Regions from separate parts of the Hordeum vulgare genome. Here region 2 is linked to region 1. The links are chromatin contacts, called in public Hi-C maps. All regions are on one chromosome and are shown on one strand. Each heading gives the region's core, a stretch centred on a gene start, on an enhancer-like site or on the middle of the called end of the contact. The rest is flanking DNA. Distances are from core to core; before and after follow the strand shown. Region 1 holds the start of LOC123452094 (protein IQ-DOMAIN 5-like). Region 2 holds the start of LOC123452095 (glycosyltransferase BC10-like).

Region 1 (2,724 bases), core at 80-2,579:
GGTAACCCAGCCTTTCCTTTCTTCCAATCAGAGAGCCTAAGACCTGCATTCAGAATATTGCAATGTTACGGTGCTAAATAAGCAAAGCTGCTTCTGCTTGAAACTTAAGTAAAAGAAGAAAGATGACCCACAGCATAGAACCAAGAAAAACTACATAACAATTGCTAGAATCTCGCGCAGTGCATCCTACAATAAGAGTTCGCACATGCAAGTTGCTTCCAATGATTACTGGCTGTCCAGTAAAGAACCTAGGTTGTATGATAAGGTCAGTTGGAAGCAACAAAAATATTCTGCCATTCCTTGGCTGATGGTTTGCCATAAAAGTATACAATACCAGTCATGACTACGGCAGCAAACTAGCAGAGATGCTGATAGGTAATCCTACTCCACCACCTAATATACAGTACACGCAAGGATTTTTTGCACGCTAGGCCAAAATTGAAGAACAGTTCAGCAAACTAGTATCAAACCCAGAAAGGGAGAGAAACAGAGTTTCAGAAACTTAGGCATGGTCCTGCAAGATGTAAGCAGCATTTGTACCCTGTGAATGCAGCTAAAAACTGAGCAAAACTCACAAGTAGTAATTCCCAAGAGGGATACATTCCAACACGAAGATTTCAGGGGCTGCATTGCAGGCGCTAGGCGACCCAAAATGTAAGAAGTTGCAGAACTCCGAGATAAGAGTTAAGGCCCAGCCAGCAAGCACCTTGAAAGTTCACTGTAACCTTTACAGCGAATGAAGACACGGCCAGCCCCCAAAAAGAAACCCGGCTTTGAGAAGGAAAGAACGGGAGCGGGGCGGAGATTGTCAACAGAACCTCTTTACGGCACTCCGTTATAAATCTTGCGACAGTGCAGCGACTTGGATGGCACACGGATTCCATGAGAAAATTCAACAAGAACACACCGTGTACCCGCAATGGCAGTTCCAAGCCACCGAACGCGCGCACAAATCAGAACCGCAGGCCGCAAGACGAGCGAGCAGAGGGACGCAGAGCTCGGACGTTACGAAATTCCCCCAAAAAATCTGGTGAGAGCGGGGCTCGAATCAAAGAGCAGGCCCGTCAATCATTCGCTCGGGGGTCTCGAACTGGACCAAATCGCACCGGAGATGAACGCGCAGCCCAGAGGCGCTCGCCGAAATGCCTACTGGGGATTCTGGACATGGGATGGGCTGGGAACCTGGGACTCACCTGGGCGCCGAAGACGATAGCCTGAGACCACCAGGAAGCTGGAGAGTGGAGAGCATTCCTTCCCTCCCCTCCCCTCCGCCGCTCGCCTCTTCTGTCGCGCGTCGTGAGCCCCTCTTCTTTTCTGCCTCGGGGTGGTGTACTCTTCTTCTTCTCTCCCTCTTATTTGCGCACTTTTCGTTTCTTCGAAGCAAAAAAATAAAAATAAAAAAAGTTATGACAAGAGCTCACATAGAAATGATCTGTCGAGTGCTCACATCGAAAAAGTCTGACACCTCAGTTTTATCTCTTGCCACCCATTTCTATGAGGAGAGTTGTTGAGTAAATATTTTTTACTCAAACTAAGCGTGTACAACTTTTTTTTACTAAGGGCAATGCGGACGTTTAAATGGCTTGCAAACGCCTCCATCAACTTGTCCGGATGCAGTTTGTCACCCAACGCGGTTATGTATTTGTCAGTGGACACGTCTAGCTATCCGAAATCCCGTAAATCGAACGCAAACTAGGAGGTGCTTTGCGCGAGTCCGGGCCTCGGCCACATAGGACTTCGACACCGCCGGCCCATCGAAAACCAAGGCGAAGCCCGCATATTTGAAGCGTTCTACCTCCTGGATACTCCGGCTGTGGCACGCATGTTATTATTTACTCGCCTTTCCGCCTTCCCGCCGCCTGGACCCATACAAAGAGTTGTCGGAGTCAACGGAGGTGAAGGATCGAGAGAACATGGTCGCTCGCAAGATCAACTCGGCGACACACCAAGCCCACCATCTAAAAACGAATGCAAATGATCAAGAGGCAGGCGTCGTGTGGGGGGCATATACACGGGACATGGTTGGACGGGGGCGACAGAAGGCCATGCTCCACGCCTTGGCGAGACAATTTCAGCCGCCCTACTTGTACGACGCCAAACAATTCGATCATCAGCGGTCGTCCACGCCCATCGTCGTTGGGTACATGACTTATTATGTCGGTGTCAACACAACAACGCTCATTCAGACGGGGACCCGACCTCCCCGTGTGTTGGGATGATGAGCAACCCACGCCGCAAGGTGTCGCGGCGTGCTTGATGACCAACTGGAATGCCCTTGCGAGCGTCTTCTTACTGACCGTCGCTGTCATGTCGGGGAGGCCGATCTCGTGCACGAGCATGCATGTTCTTGGGCCACGTTGTCGGGGACAAACCAACCCTCCTCGACGACAAACATCGAGAAGCCACCGGCGATACAAATGTCGGACTGAAGTAGACAAAGATGAACAAAAGACATTGTGGTTATGGCAATGAATGCTCCGGCCGTCGAATGACCTGTATGTTGGCAACTCAACTCGGCTCGGCACATAACGGCACAACAAACACAATTTACATGGCGACTTTTATACCCGCCTTGCTAAGCACCTAACTTCAACTAACCCTCATGCGCACGTCCGCACGAGCTCCACTAAGAGAAGTAACAACATACATATCATCGAAACATCGAATAAATACCAATTTTATATGATTATTTATAACAAGACTTTTCCCATGTCCTCGGGAATA
Region 2 (2,724 bases), core at 158-2,657, 130 kb before region 1:
TGCGCTTGATCAGACAAGGCAACTTGAACTTCTTCCAAAGCCGCATGTCCCTCACAACCATGATGGCATGCCTCCTGGTCAGCACAAAGAACTGCGATCCAGCACGAAACTGGCCATAGGGCACCTCTGGCAACATCACCTCATCACCGCGGGCATAGTACCTATCATGGAGGATGGAGGTGTTGTCCATTATCTCTATGAAGCTGCGGTGGTGGCCGTGAGGGCCAGCATTGTCGGAGACGAGTGCATTGTACAGGGTGGGGAACGGGTGCAGCGGGATGCAGGACTGAGACAGCAGCGCAAAGAACTGGTTTGACGGGTCGTCTAGGAGTGCGGTGGCGAGGAGGCGGCGGGCGGCAGAGATGAGCGTGGGGGAGGCACGCTGCGTGGCCTTGGCTGCGACGAAGCGGCCGCGGAAGGTGGGCGTCGGGGGCAGCTCTAGGACGGAGTAGGGATCGGCATGGACATACAGGTTGAAGAGCTGGCCGTGACCATGGAAGTACTTCTCCCAGAGTGGTGAGAAGACGATGTCGGAGTTGGTGAGGAAGAGGAAGGCGACTTTGGGCCGAGGGCGGCGGTGGAAGAAGTAGGAGGTGGTGGCCGGCTTGGCGGAGGAAGAGGAGAGGATGGCGCGGCGGAAGAGGGCAAGGTCGTCTGACTCGTCGGCGTCCGGGATGGCGGGGAGCGTCTTCGGCGGGAGCAGGCGCGGCGCGAGGAGGAAGACTACCGGGATGGAGAGGAGCAGGAGCAGGGAGAGCAGGAAGGGCGAGGCGTGCGTGGTCACCGGCGACGTCATCCCCGGCGACCGCAGAATGCGAGCGGCGGTGGGGATTGGATCTTGGTGGGGGGTAGAGGGAGAAAGAGCAGAGTTTTAAAAGAGGGAGGAATTGAGAGCGATTGGCAGACAGGGACAGTCCTGTGGAGGAATTGGGCGAAGAGGACGGAAGAATGCCCCGCGAATTGGATCTTTCGATCCGGAGGCTGGGAGTGAAGCAGGGAGGGGAGCGGCGAGCACGGGCCGGCGCCAGGGGTCAATCCGAGGAGCAGCCGGGCATGGCGTCCCTCTCCTCGGAATCAGACCAAATGGCGAGCACTGGGCTCCGAATCCCGGCCGGAGCTCGGCCGCCTCCGTCCCTCCCTCGGCTGCGGGGGCTTTACCGCGAGATCCGGTAACCGCCGCGGGGTGGGGGAGAGAGGAGAGGAGAGGAGACCAGGAACGGCACCTCGTGGGCAGGGCAGGGCAGGGCAGGGCAGGGCAGACAAGAACAGCCAGGAACGGAGCAACCGACCGACCGACTCCCCCCCAACAACCAATAAAACAAGGCACGCGGCCACACCGGGGAGGGAAAATGGCGGCACGGGGCCGCTGCGCTGCGCTGCGCCGGGCGGGCGGATCCGGCTCGGCCCCCCGGAGCGGAGGGGGAGAGCGGCGGCGGGCGAGAGAGGGATCGGGAGATTTTTGGGGAGATCTTTGTTTGTGAGGCCGAGAAGGAGGGGTGGGGAAGATGGGGGAGGGGAGTGAGGAGGAGGAGGAGGAGGAGAGGTGCGTGCGCGGCGCGGGCTGGTTGTGTGTCGCGTCGCTGTCGAGCGGGCCCGCCAGTCGGGTTAAATAGGATTGGTTGAGTTAGGGGGGGTGACGCGGCTGGCATTGGCAACTGAGGTATTAGTGGACGGCACTGTCCGACTCTAGACTCTACACCAGACCCCTACCTGCTTCTGTTACATCGCGGCGGTTGGATCCGCCGGGGGCGATCATCTTGACGCGCCTCTAGAAGCCTCTCCCTTCCCTCTCTTCTTTTTTCTTTTTTTGCGCACAAGATGGGTCTTCCACATGTTCTTTGTATCGGCCTATCGGGTATATGGTGCCAAGCTGCTGATGGTGATGGTTGATCTTGCCAGCCGGCCGGTACACGTCCTCGTCGGTCTTTGCCAGATGGCCGGTGTGGTGGTTGCGCGGGCCCACATGTCAGTTCTTGAGCCAACCGGCTGTTTTCCTCTTTCTTTTCCTACTAGTAATTTCATTTTGTGGCGGGTGTTCGTCAGTGTGGAAGCGGCGTTGCGAATTGTGCGGCAACGATGATGGTGGCAAGATGAGCGGAACTGCAGCTTTGCCTTGCTCATCGACTACCTGGCTTGTTGCCAAGCGTCAAGTCGAGGCTGCAGCGGCATGGAAACTACGTTTAAAAGTTGCTTAAAATGGTCATTGTCTCCTTCCTTCTTCCTTCGTTTGTTGGTCGTGTGTCGCTAAGGCCAATCGTCGCCCATCGACGATCTATGTCGCCTGGGTGGCAGAATCGCCCCTACCATGACGATCGTCGCGTTGGTGGAATCGCTCCTTCCCCGCCCCCAAACTCTGTTGCTGTTGCGACTTCAATCACCGGACCTGTTTTCTTGTAGGTACTCATAGAATGTATGACGATCGATTTTGCATCTATCTTTTTAAAATGGCCAGTCGGAAAATTACTATTCCCCCCATTTCAAAATAAGTGACTCAACTTTGTATTAAAATTAATACAAAGTTGGGTCACTTGTTTCTTTGGATAAATGGAGTAGTAATTTTAAAGTTGGTACAGAGTTACAAAGTTGAGTCACTTGTTTTTGGAAGGAAATAATAATTTTAAAATTAATATAAAATTGAGTCACTTGTTTTAAACGAATAAGTACTATTTAAAAAATAGCAGTCGATCGGGAAATTACTACTACGAGGATAACAATCAAACACGA

What was found. Hi-C and Micro-C count contacts between places; a contact is called where the count stands out from the background.
Region 2: a Hi-C map of leaf shows a contact between it and region 1, with 2.0 times the contacts expected there. The contact joins the promoter of LOC123452095 here to the promoter of LOC123452094 in region 1. A contact is called at or near these places in 2 of 6 Hi-C or Micro-C datasets (leaf and seedling) and 1 of 1 datasets of contacts at active chromatin or transcription factors (embryo).

The regions. Positions count from the first base shown.
Region 1 is chr5H:520,399,160-520,401,883 of MorexV3_pseudomolecules_assembly, reverse strand. It overlaps LOC123452094 (protein IQ-DOMAIN 5-like), which reads right to left and starts at 1,329. Exons shown (of 8, transcript XM_045128678.1): 1 at 1,194-1,329; 2 at 1-43.
Region 2 is chr5H:520,527,498-520,530,221 of MorexV3_pseudomolecules_assembly, reverse strand. It overlaps LOC123452095 (glycosyltransferase BC10-like), which reads right to left and starts at 1,407. Exons shown (of 2, transcript XM_045128679.1): 1 at 1-1,407. The coding sequence starts at 796.